Regions from separate parts of the Sus scrofa genome. Here all the other regions are linked to region 2. The links are chromatin contacts, called in public Hi-C and promoter capture Hi-C maps. All regions are on one chromosome and are shown on one strand. Each heading gives the region's core, a stretch centred on a gene start, on an enhancer-like site or on the middle of the called end of the contact. The rest is flanking DNA. Distances are from core to core; before and after follow the strand shown. Region 1 holds the start of PRDM4 (PR domain zinc finger protein 4). Region 2 holds the start of TIMP3 (metalloproteinase inhibitor 3). Region 3 holds the start of RTCB (RNA 2',3'-cyclic phosphate and 5'-OH ligase). Region 4 holds the start of BPIFC (BPI fold-containing family C protein).

What was found. Promoter capture Hi-C pulls out the DNA fragments that hold promoters and counts their contacts. A called contact is a pair of places that touch in the nucleus more often than the background predicts.
Region 1: a Hi-C map of skeletal muscle shows a contact between it and region 2, with 6 times the contacts expected there. The contact joins the promoter of PRDM4 here to the promoter of TIMP3 in region 2. A contact is called at or near these places in 3 of 47 Hi-C or Micro-C datasets (embryonic fibroblasts, heart right ventricle and skeletal muscle).
Region 3: a promoter capture Hi-C map of fetal liver shows a contact between it and region 2, with 3 times the contacts expected there. The contact joins the promoter of RTCB here to the promoter of TIMP3 in region 2. A contact is called at or near these places in 1 of 5 promoter capture datasets (fetal liver), 8 of 47 Hi-C or Micro-C datasets (embryonic fibroblasts, fetal heart ventricle, fetal liver and 5 more) and 1 of 2 datasets of contacts at active chromatin or transcription factors (skeletal muscle).
Region 4: a Hi-C map of liver shows a contact between it and region 2, with 5 times the contacts expected there. The contact joins the promoter of BPIFC here to the promoter of TIMP3 in region 2. A contact is called at or near these places in 1 of 5 promoter capture datasets (liver), 6 of 47 Hi-C or Micro-C datasets (embryonic fibroblasts, fibroblasts, heart right ventricle and 2 more) and 1 of 2 datasets of contacts at active chromatin or transcription factors (skeletal muscle).

Annotation. Positions count from the first base shown.
Region 1 is chr5:12,637,019-12,640,064 of Sscrofa11.1, forward strand. PRDM4 (PR domain zinc finger protein 4) reads left to right here and starts at 1,372. Exons shown (of 12, transcript XM_005655523.3): 1 at 1,372-1,490; 2 at 1,844-2,110. The coding sequence starts at 2,100.
Region 2 is chr5:12,241,152-12,244,252 of Sscrofa11.1, forward strand. TIMP3 (metalloproteinase inhibitor 3) reads right to left here and starts at 1,448. Exons shown (of 5, transcript XM_003126073.6): 1 at 1,010-1,448. The coding sequence starts at 1,130. The region is part of intron 6 of SYN3 (synapsin-3); the gene reads left to right.
Region 3 is chr5:12,578,991-12,582,009 of Sscrofa11.1, forward strand. RTCB (RNA 2',3'-cyclic phosphate and 5'-OH ligase) reads left to right here and starts at 1,303. Exons shown (of 12, transcript NM_001122986.2): 1 at 1,303-1,472. The coding sequence starts at 1,380.
Region 4 is chr5:12,525,445-12,528,229 of Sscrofa11.1, forward strand. It overlaps BPIFC (BPI fold-containing family C protein), which reads left to right and starts at 1,484. Exons shown (of 18, transcript XM_005655521.3): 1 at 1,484-1,613. FBXO7 (F-box protein 7) reads right to left here and starts at 489. Exons shown (of 9, transcript NM_001171751.1): 1 at 362-489. The coding sequence starts at 483.

The DNA of each region.
Region 1 (3,046 bases), core at 122-2,621, 400 kb after region 2:
CAGGCTAGGGGTCGAATTGGAACTGCAGCTTCTGGCCTAAACCACAGCCACAGCCATGCCACTTCCAGACTACGTCTGGGACCTATACCACAGCTCATGGCAATGCCAGATACTTACCAGTGATGCCAGGGGTCAAACCCAAATCCTCATGGATACTAGTCGGGTTTGTTACTGCTGAGCCACAAGGGGAACTCCTGGAGGTCCCTGATTTTTGTGTCCTATCAAGGTTACAAAGATTTTCTCATATGTTTTCTTCTGTAAGCATTATAGTTTTAGCTCTTAAATTTATCTGACCTGATTTTACACTTCCAAAATTAAATAAAATTGTTTAAAAAGAATAGGCATGGAAAACCAGGGAGAACTAATTTAGCCTTTATAAGACACATCATCATTCCCTAGGCCCCTGGATGGATGTGGCATTTTAGGGGATATTGTCTCTCACTTCCTTGTGGTATGATGACTTTCTTGATTTAGGTATTGTTGCCAAATAAGGGAGGAAAACTATTGTGACGTGCCAATGTTCAGTGATTAGCTCCCTCAATTTGGAATATTCTTTCTCCGTATGAGAGGTAAAGGAAGGGAAAGATTATACGAGTTGACACCACTTCAGGCTCTCATCCAAAACACTGTATGTGCATCTGTCTTTCACAAGATCTAATTCTCAAAACTCACCAGTCTCCACTACTCGGCAAGCTGTCGAAAGTCAAGACCTGTTATTTTGCATCCCTTTGTTTGAGATGTAATTCACTAAATGTCTTCGGAATGAGAGAATTCCTGGGTCTCTACAGTTCTGCTGGTGAATGGCAGCGTAGTGTGGTGGTGTTTCCATGTTCAATTGCCGTGAACTTGGGAACATTTTCCTTTAAAGTCATCTCAGTATCCCAAGGGCTTGACACAGTGCCTGGCATGCAGTAGGGGACGAAGAGCAAAAAAAGGAAGAAGGAAATGTACACAAAATCCCAAACCCTGCACTCTATGACTTCAAGCAGGGAAGCTGAGTAACCTATAGGTGTAACCTGTGTTGACAAATACTCGGGATAAAATCCCAATTCCTCCTGGGCAACAACAGCCAACATCTCTGGGTTAAGGCCCTTGTTTCAAACCTTGCGGGCATGTGTGGACTTACGCTTTCCTAACAGGAGAATGACACGAGGACTGAAACCTGAAGTCTGGGGGATTTATGGGACTCAGAACCCACTCCCTCCTTACACGTCAGCCCTGGTTGCTTAGCAACAGGGTCGATAGCTCGGCGCTCGACTCGACCCGGGCCGACTGAGACGCGGCGCTCCCGGCCGATCCTCAGGCGGCCCGGCCCCCTCCGGCCCAGGTCCCCGCGGTGCGCACGCGCGGCAGGAGACGGTGGGGTGGGCTGGGGAGGGGCGAGCCGGCGGTGGGCGCTGCTTGCGGTTCCCGGCGGGGAGGGGCGCACGCACGAGGGAGGAGCGGCGGGCGCGGAGAGTGGCTGAGGAGTCGGAAACGCGCCTTGGAGGGTGCGGCCCCGAGGAGACCGCGGGTTGGGCCGGGCGGGAAACGTTAGGCGAGCGGCCCTCGGGGCGCGGGGTCGTGCGGGAGGGGAGGGCCCCGCGGCGAGCTCTGCCTGGATGAGGAACAAAGCGGTGGGGCAGGCGCGTGCGCCCCCCGCGCGGCCGGCAGGTGGGCTGCGCGCGGGCCTGGCCGGGGCGGGGCGGGGCGAGGGCGGCCTGCGGGCCCCTTGCCGGCGGCCGGGCGAGCGACTTGGCCGCCCTTGGGAAGCGGTGTCCGCAGGCCCGGGCTCTCCGGCGGCAAGGGGACGTGGGCTGCATCCTTCCCGTGCTTTGGTGACCGCCCTTGTCCTCCCTCTTAGGTTGCGCAGTCCCCCTCCCGAAGCTTCTGGAGGAAAGGCCCCGGGTGTCCCCCGGCATGCCCCATCTCGCGGCGGGGTGCGCGGCCGCGGGCCCTCGGGAGAAGTTGGGCGGCCCCGGGCGGCCTCGGGGGCGAGGGGCCGCGTTTGTGCAGCGGTTGTAAGCAAGATGCGGTAGCACGTGACCCTGGAACGCAAACCCTGATGCCGGTTCCCCGCCACCTGTGTGCGCCTTTCTTTGACATTTGGCCCCCAGCAGATGCATCACAGGTGAGTAGCTTGGTGGGCTCAGCGCTGGTGACATCTTTGGAAAACATCTAGAAGATGAGACTTGAGAGTGTCTTTGTTTTTGGTGCCATTGGGCAGGTTACAGGTGCGATTTGCAAATGGATTTGTGTCCCAAAGGGAACAAAAAAAATCCAGAAAGTAGTGCTGAGTTGAGTTTACTCTCATTAAACTTGATTTTCTCCAAGTGTGAGTAGTCGTTCCAAATAGCTATACGTCGATTGTTGGCTGTTTAACATTTTATCTTTGCCTTTGAGTTATATGCGCATTTAATAAAATTTTGATCTAGATTTCGAAGTGTATTCTTAGCTCATCACCATGCTTCACCTTGAATTTTGTTGGTCCCCATCTGGCTTGGCTGGTAATGTAGAGAAATAAAGTTTTTAATTCTGCAGGCTTCGTGTTAATGTTGAAAGTAGTTTGTGGTACCAGGCCAGTACAGTGCAGAAGTGTACCAAAGACATATAGCTACATTTGGCTGTTCTTTTTAGGGCCCCTTTCCTAGGTTGTATGTTGAGGACAAGGAAGATTAAGAAAAAAATTCTTTCCAGTTACTGAAACTGTCCATTGCATTTGCAAAATGGCTGCATTTCAGTTAGCTTTTTATATGTCATTATAAGAAGTTATAAGATCAACAGATGGTTCATGCATAGGTCACATAAACTAGAAATGATGAAGGGATTGATTCTGCAGCGAAAGCATAGGGGAAAAGAGTGAGCTTAGGATCTTGATTTCTGGCTCTTCTCCCAAGATTGCTTCCTAGAATCCCACATGAGAGAAGTAGCTAGAATAGAATTGCCCTTTGGAATGAGCGAGCCTTGTGAGGCTCATACTGTAAATTCCTTCATCTGCTTTCTCTCTGTGGGATACTAGTTACCTTTGGTTTATGACTGCTGAGGTCATCACATTTTAGTGACTCAC
Region 2 (3,101 bases), core at 198-2,697:
AGGAGAGATGTTTTCCAGCTGCTACTCCATCTCTGACCATCCAAACACAAGTGTCCTGAAAACTCCCAAACAAGTTCTCCCAGGACACTCTCAAGGCCCTTGATAAAAACTGGTTCTACTTCTTACCGAGTCTCTAATCAAGATGCTAAGTCTGATTTGAAAGAGTCACCATGATGTGACCCCTGGCATCTTTGTTCTCTTGGTGACAAATCCGTTTTCCATTGCTGTGTCCCCCTCCCCACACACATTCAAGGAAAAAAAAAATAACCTTCCTGTGAATTCTCACAGCTATATGATAAGTGATCCCTCACACACGCCACCTTCTGCTTGCTATCAACACTCTCAAACACAGTTTCTCTGGGGAGGGTCAACCCCAAGGCTTTCTTCTCATTTTTCTCCTTAAATCTACCCAAACTGGTCAGGCCAAGAAGCTCAGTTAGCACTTGCCTAGGGAGTGTGAGGCTCGGTTGGGTCTCATTGAAAAGAATTAAATTCATGGGTGCAGGAGATGAGGCAAACTCAGAAAACTTCAAGTTTCTCCTGCAACTTTCCCTGTACAAGTCTGGCGACTTTTCTTTTTTCTTTTTTCTTTTTCTTTTCTTTTTTTTTCTTTTTTTTTTTTTTTCTTTTTTTAAAGATTCACCGTCGCAGCGTTTTAGTTGGCATTCCAAGTTTTAGAAACACTCTCCCCACCTTGCTCCCCCAGCCCATCCTCCCAAGAGAAAAAGGAAATTTTCCAGATGTCAAAAGGACTATTAGGGACCTCACGCCCTAAAAGAGCATAGTTACAAGGGGTTCACTCTGGTCCAGTGGATTTCTCTGCAGGGCATCTCCCCCCTCGGTCAAGCCAGAGCCCCCGCCGCAGGAACCTGAGTATCTCCAACCCGCCCGAGCCTAGGCAGAGAAAAGGAGAGGGGTTCGCCATGCCACCCAGAGCAACACCCAAGTCTGGCTGCAGCGCGCGAGCGAGAACCGCGGGGGCTCCTGCGGGGACACCCGGAGCGCTTACCGATGTCAGAGTTGCAGAAGGCGTCCTGGGGGTGACTGGGCGAGCATGTGCACGCCTCGGCGCCCCAGTCCCCCAGACTCCAGCTGCCCAGGAGCACGACAAGCCCGAGCCAGGGAGTCATTGCCGCTGCCGCTGCCGGGCTGCTTTCGCCTCTCCAAAGTTGCGGTACACGCCGCTGGCGGGGTCGCTGCAGCCTGAGCTCGCCCGCCCGGCCGTGTGGAGCAACTTTGGCTTCGGGTACGCCGCCCTCCGAGTGCCCAGCGGGACGGGCTGGGGTGAGGCGAGGTTGCCTCGGCGCTGGCACACGATTCGGCGAGTGGGCAGTCACTCTGGGCGAAGAAGCGGGAGCTGTAGCAAGAGCTGGAGAAGCCCGAGGAGCAGGAGGAGAAGAAGCTGTCCCAGCGCCCGCCTGCTGCCCGCTCTGCGCCGCAGCCCGGCGGCCGGGTGATATAGAGCGCGTCCCCCCGGCACGCCCCTCTCCGGAGCGCGGGGCCCGCCCCCTCCGACCAATGGCAGAGGCGCATTACCTCATCGGCCCTCCAAAAAGGGGGCGGGGCTGGGGGCTCGGGGCGACGGGGCGGGGCCGCCCCCGGACAGTTCAGATCCTTATAGGGAATAATGCTGCTATGGGCACGCGAGTGGGTGGGCTGGACGTGCCTCTGATACGCGCTTGCAGAGAGGCCGTCAGAGCGGCGCCCCCGTCCGCTTCTTGCCTGCACCCTCGCCTCTTGCCCACCCTGCCCTCTGGGAGCCTCTGACCCAAACCAGAATCAACTGCCATCCACTCCAGCACCAACCCCTCTGGCAGGTTAGAGGTGGCCCTGGCCCTGGAGATTTTGTGGCTGGTGGAAAGGATAGCTGATGGCTCTCTACCTTCTCTGGAGAGTGCAGACTCTGGGGAAAGAACTAGGTTGATGACCTATCACCACACACCCCCGCTACACCCCTTACCTCCATCCCTGACTTTCCTGCATGGAAGGGAGCCATCTGCTTTTTGGAGCTAACAGTAATAAAAGATTGTTTCCTGGGTTCAGACAGAGTAAATTGTGAAGTCATTCAACAAACATTGTTCTGGATGCTGGCATGAGCAAAAGAAACTACTCCTATGGAACTGCAGGCTATATACATCAGTAAATACATAGGGTGATTTTCTAAGGTGCCATGAAGAAAATAAAACAGAATAATGAGCTAGAAAGGACTAGGAAGGGCGCTGCTGTCTATGGGATAATAAGAAGAAGTCTGGCTGAGGAGGTGACATCCTGGCTGAGATGAGAATGAAAGCCTCAGCCATGTGGCAGTCTTGGTGGAGAGAACATCAAGTGCAAAAGCCCTGAGCTTATTTAAAAAAAAAAAAAAAAAAAAAAAAAAAAAAAAAAAACAGTTAAATAGAAAGGGCAGGAGAAAGGAGTAACCCCATCTAGGGCAGACAGGTTTCCATCCTTTAGCAAAGAATTTGGGGTGAACTGACCCCAAACTGGGATAAAAGTAGATCATGGAGAACTATTAGCTGTAATGGATAACTGCTAATAACTAATACTATGACCGTTTTTATTATTCGGTAACACATTGATCCCGCCTTATATTTTTCACACCTCACCTCATTACATCTCACAATAATCCTTTTAGATAGGAAAAGCACAAAGTATTATTCACACTTTCCAGATGAGGAAACTGGCACAGTAAAGTGACGTGACTTGGCAACCATCCAGGAACTCGATTCACCGCTGCCACCTTAAGAGGGGCATTTATTTTCTTGGACCTTAGCAGCAGTTAGCTCTAACTACCCAAATGCCCCTTTGCATCTGGAGTTTTCTTTCTACTCTGTCTCTCTCCCTTTCTCTCCCAACTCATCCCTTTTGGAAAGAGGCTTAAATGATTTGGTTATAGAAATGCTCAAAGTTTGGAACAAAATGAGGACTGGGACTATTGCTCAGAAATGCAAGTTCAACCTTTACACCTCAGAGAAGAGACGTTGGAATGGCAGAAGCAGAAAATTTCACTGGAAATGGTATTTCCAAGAACATTTTTAAATTCCTTTTTTTCCCTTAAAATTTTTTAACTATAAGGAAGGGAATCTAGTTTCCACATTTTT
Region 3 (3,019 bases), core at 53-2,552, 340 kb after region 2:
GGGATTTTTTTTATAAAATAAGATAGGGAAGGAGGAAGATAATTTAGTGTCCTAAACGTTGACATAAGCTGAGTTTGTATAGATTTCAGGGCTTAATTTAAAAACATAGTACGGTGTCTCTTAAATGCTTCCCGTGAGAATCAGAGTGATCACAGGAAACTCTGGAAGTTCTGTCACTTCTTTAAGTTTTAGGTTGTTTTCCATCCCAAACTAAGTGAAATGGCAGTGCAGAGGACTAAATCTAGATAAGTCAGGTTTGATTAATGTTATTAGAGCACCCAATCAATGGGGCGAAATTGGGGCAGAAGAGGTAGAAAGGGGAACCAGTATGGGTAACCTAAGAAATGAATAGAAACCACAAACTTTGCTTTTGTGATGCTGACAATCCCGTGGGTTAATGGAAGAGAGCTGTTTCCTGGAGGGTTTACCAAGCCCTATGCCCATTACTTCCAGGGTGTCATTTCATTTAATCCCACATCCACTCTGTGAAGACCTATGATCTCATTTAACAGATAAGAAAACAAAAGTTAAAAGAGAGGAATCACACAAAGCCAGTAAACAGCAGAGGTAAAAAATTCAATCCAAGCCTTTCTGATTCCAAAGTCGCTGTTCTTTAATATGAGGTAGGATTAGAAATTGAAAGCACTTAAATCTCAGTGATTACTGGGAAGACGAGACACTGCGTATAAAAGCACGATCCCAGAGCAATTAGTCATCAAGGAAGGCTAAACTGGGAAGTCTACAGGGACTGCCATTTACCCCTCTTTGTTGGCACATCTGGCCCTAATAGATGCCCCCGTCCGTGTGGTTGGAATAAATGATAACTGTCACGTTTCATTCTTCGGAGTGCGCTTTTCTGACAGAAACGTTATTCGATGTGCTCGCAAATTCATTCTGAAACGTTACAAATATTCCATCGTGACGTTTACTTAAACATGTTTCTCTATCTCAGCTGCAGCATCTCTTTTCCCCTCACGGCTAGGGTATAAATGCCAAGCAGATGGATTCATTAAACAGTTGGACCTGATCCAGATTCAGTGTGTTTTCCAGGGCTGCAAAGCACTTCCAAAACGAAGGATAACTAGATCATACTAAAAACGACTGGATTTTGCTTAGCTTTCGATTAGAAGAGAATGACAAGTCAACATCCAAAAAGGTAAACGCTAGAGGACAGTCTAACGAAACGACCCAAAATAAAAAAAGAAAGAAAAGCGATTAGGCGACGAGATTTGAGCCTCGGCAGCTGCCGTCGCCCATCCTGCGGCGGAGCCGCCGCGCCTGCGCGTTGAGTACCGGAAGGCGGTGTTTCGTTCCGCCGGACAACGCGGCAGCCGCTCTTCAAAGCGAAGCCGGGAGTTTTTGTTGCGGTTGTCGCCACCATGAGTCGCAGTTATAACGATGAGCTGCAGTTCTTGGAAAAGATCAATAAAAACTGCTGGAGAATCAAGAAGGGCTTCGTGCCCAACATGCAGGTGAGGCGGGGGAACAGGACTCAGTGCCGGGGCCTCCCTGACTCGGCACCCGCGGCGCCTCCCTGCCGGCCTGACCAGGCCTCCTGCGACCCCCTTCGAACCTCTCACGCCGGGGTGCCCCCGCCCCGCCCCCAGCAGAGTTCCTCCCATCCCCCGACTTTCACCCCACCTCACCCTGCAGCCTCCGGTCACCACCGCCCGGCTGGAGAGGTCCCCAGTCGAGAGGACCAGCTAAGCGGAGTAGTCTAGGGAATCCGAGTAAATAAGAAATTGGGCTTTGCAGAGTGTTTTCGCATAGAAGCCTCATAAACGCTCCCTAAGATGCATTCCACTCCTGAGCCTTAGAGACTTTAGTGGTCTTTTACTAGGAGGCCAGTCTCCAGGGTGGAGTTGCTGGAACTGATCTCTAGCTCCCCTGAGTCATGCAGATCTTTTATTTAGCGTTTACAGACCTTTGTTCGCTGAACCATATTTTTAGCATTCACTGCTCTGTGTTGGTGTTTTTGTTTTTTGTAATTGACATATTGGTTTTTAATATAACGATTTTGCTTCTCACAACAGCCTAGAGAGTTCACTGGGCAGGGTTGTTTGTTTGTAATATGCACTTCACAGAAGGGCCTCGATCAGTTGGTTACACAGCCTGCTTTATTCATGTAGCGAAGCTCTGCTAAGACTTTTTATTTTTTATTTTTTGTCTTTTGAGGGCCGCATCTGCGGCATATGGAGGTTCCCAGGCTAGGGGTCAAATCGCAGCTGCAGCAGCTGGCCTAGCCATAGCCACAGCAACACGGGGATCCAAAGAACCGAGCCACATCTGCAACCTACACCACAAAGTTCATTGTCAACGCTGGATCCTTAACTCACTGAGCGAGGCCAGGGATCGAACCCAAATCCTCATGGGCACTAGTCAGGTTCATAACCCGCTGAGCCACAACGGGAACTCCAAGATCTGCTAAGACTTGATGTCCACTTCACTTCTTTTTCCTCTGACAGGATGATACATTCCCCAGTGCAGACTTGGGAGCCCAATACCAGAGAATTTGAAAGCCTAGGCTCTCTTTCTCTTGGACTTCCTTGCCAGTTTGTGCTGATTATTTTCCGTTAAAGTGAGGAAAGAAGACATTTGTGAGGTTTTGGTGCATATGTTGTTAGATAGCTTTGAAATCCCTTAAGGTATTCTGCAAGGCTATTAAAGATTTGTGATCCTGCATCTTGGTAAAAGTTCCTAATAGCCACTCCACCCTTTTACTCAGTATTAAAACTTACTGCATGTCACCCTATGTGCAAAGCACTTAGCTAAGGGAAGGAAAAGGTCCATACTCGTAAAGCTCCCTTTCGCTCTGTTTTTCATTTGGCCAGTTTCTGTTTATGGAATTTGGTTTTTGAATAAAAAGTAGGAAATCAAAAGCATATGATTGAGGTTCCCATTGTGGCTCAGCGTGTTGAGAACCCAGTGCTCTCTCCGTGAGGATGCAGTTTCGTCCCTGGCCTTGCTCAGTAGGTTAAGGATCCAGCATTGCCACAACCTGTGGTCACAGATGTGGCTC
Region 4 (2,785 bases), core at 234-2,733, 280 kb after region 2:
AATCGCTGGAAAGGTTTAACCCAAGCCAAATCCATAATTTCCAACTATTTCAAAGGGCGTGAGAATGTGTCGTCCTAGCCTATCCCTGTGTACGTTTGCTGCAAAAACAGAAGCGAAGGCTCACCCTGGAGGGGATCGGGGCCCCCGGGACGCCGAGCCATGACCTCCGGAGCTGGGACCCCGCGAGCTGCAGCCCGAGCGCCGGATGGTCCTCCGGTCGGCGCGCGTCACAGTCGCAGGGTCGCGGGCCCGGCAACATCCCGTTCCCCGCCCGGCCTCACGTGACGGCCCGGGGCGTACCCGCACCGCCCCGCGCTCCTCCCCGACCTGCCGCGCACCCCCGCCTCTCCGCGGCGCGTACCTGTACCCACAGGTGGGCAGCAGGGCCTGACTCAGGTGCGCGCGCAGCTGCCCCAGGGTCGGCTCCGCTTCTGGCATCTCCAGCGGCCAGGTCCGCTTCTGAAGCCGGACCCGCAGCTTCATGGCGGCGCCAGGAGGACTCAGGGGCCAGACCCCGAGGCGGCGACGACGATGACTACGGCGGGGCCGGGCAGCTCCCGCCTCAAGTGGCGGCGGCCCTAGAGTGGCGACCACCGGCGCTATGGGGCTGCTGAGGTTTAACGGAGAGAAGGCCCTGCCGCGACGGACGTCCTGCCGGCCTGTGTTGGGAACATGAGCGCTCCGCCCCCCAAGGGCGCCCCCTGGAGCCCACCCTGCTAGGGGCAGCTGGAGGCCTACGCGCAGCCAAGCCACTCTGGGACTCGCGATCGATGACTCGGCGCGCAACGGCGCCCCCTGAGAGGCGAAGAGCGCACTGCGCAGGCGCCGAGGCTGCCACCGGGCTCGAGTATCGCGGCTTTTGCGCTGGTGGCTGGAGCGCCACTTTTCAGTCGGACCTGGAGAAAGTTAACGCAGAGGGGGATGTTACAGGCGCGACTACTAGCCACTCTGCAAGGCCCAGGTGTGCCTGGTTCTTACCCCAGTTCCTCCATGGCGCCTGACTCTGGCACCTTCTACTCAGAAACCTTAGCCTGAGCCCAGGCTGTAGTAGTTTCCCCCGATACAGCAAAATTGAAACAGTTCGTAGTCAGAGATCGGTGTCAGAGTATATTGGTAATCTGGCGGTGCATAACAGTCAACCAAAGCTTACCACCTTAAGACAACAAACGCTTATTGTCACACGGGATCTATAGGTCAAGGCATTTGGGTACGGGTGGCCGTATGGTTCTGAATCTCTCAGGAGATTGCAGTCAAGATACATGTCAAGGCTGCAGTTATCTCAAGTCTCGACTCGGACTGGAGCATCTCAATCACATGATTGTTGGCAGGAGGCCTCAGTTTTTCACTGCATGCACCTCCCTGTGGGACCATCTGAGTGTCCCAATGGCTTAGCCTCTGGCTTCCCAGAGGGACCAAGGTAAATGCCACGATGTCTTTTAGGATCTAGTCTCAGAAATCACATACCATTACTTCAGTCATATTCTGTTGATCACAAACCAAGCCTTCGCTGTGGAAGAATCAGCCCAAAGACATGAGTACCAGTAAACAAGGATAATTAAGGGCCATCTGGGAATGTGGCTACCACAGAGGATCTGGCAATAATGATGGTGAAGGTAAGTTAGATAAGGAAGAGAGTTATCAGGTTTTATCCTTGTATGATAGCCATTTTCCAAATCGTTATAAGAGTTGAATAAAGTTTCTCCCAATAGGTGGCAGTGCTTGTCCACATTCTGACCTTCATTGAATAAATATGTATTGATCACCTGCTTTGTGCCAGATATTATCCTAGGTGCTGAGAAGACATGTTCCTACCCGGGCAGAGCTTACGGGTACCTGAATCAACTCTTGCAGTAGAGCCTAAAAAGTGTCTTGTTTATGCTAAAGATAAGAATAGTCCTGGGGATTGGGATACGTAGAGAAGAGATGCAGTCCAGTTGGGTTCTTTAGTGGTAGGCAATATGGGCTTGAGGAAGAGTAACAGGATCAGGGTGGCTCCATGTGACCAGAGTTGGCACAGTGGCTCAACGTGGACAGAGTGGGTATATCCCAGATAAAGAAGAGCCTTGAGGTAAGCAGAGGATTTGGGACACATTCTAGAATCTATGGGAAGCCATTGGAGACATTTAAGCAGGGTTCTTAGTTCTGAGCAATAGAGGCTGACTCTGACTAAGTAGAAAGAGAGCATATTGAAAGGATACTGGATAGCTGGGGGATTCTGGGGAGGACTGGAGAAGTGACTCCAGGTTAAGCTTCCAGGAATGATGCTCAGAACCAAGCTGAAGAACTGGCCTGATGAGGAAACTATCCTGACTGGGACTGTTGCTGCTGTCCCACCTCACACTGGAGGGAACTGCTGTCATTGCTCCAAGAACCACTGGGGAATGGCTGTCATCTTCAAATGCCACATGTTTTTGCACCATCAAAATGCCAAGCTTCCAGAAGAGCCCCTTTCCTCACCTTGCTCCCTTGCTCACCTCTTAGTCAGAGGCTCATAGGGATGCATCTGGTTGAGTGAAACTGAGTCCTGGCTGCAAAGCAGCCCGGAATTTAGGATCTGAACTCCTTTCTTGGGGAGGCGAGACTTATATGAGCTTCCCCAGATCTAGGAAGGCTGTTCAAAAGATGATGGGAGGCTGAGGCTGTGGGTCTGACAAGTGTATACCACAATGGACGGGGGTCAGATCTGAAATGTGAAATCTATCACTGGTAGAATATGGGAGAAGTATTAGGTCAGGGCTTCTCAGCCTCAGAACTTTGACATTTGGGCCTCAAGTCCTTGTTGTGG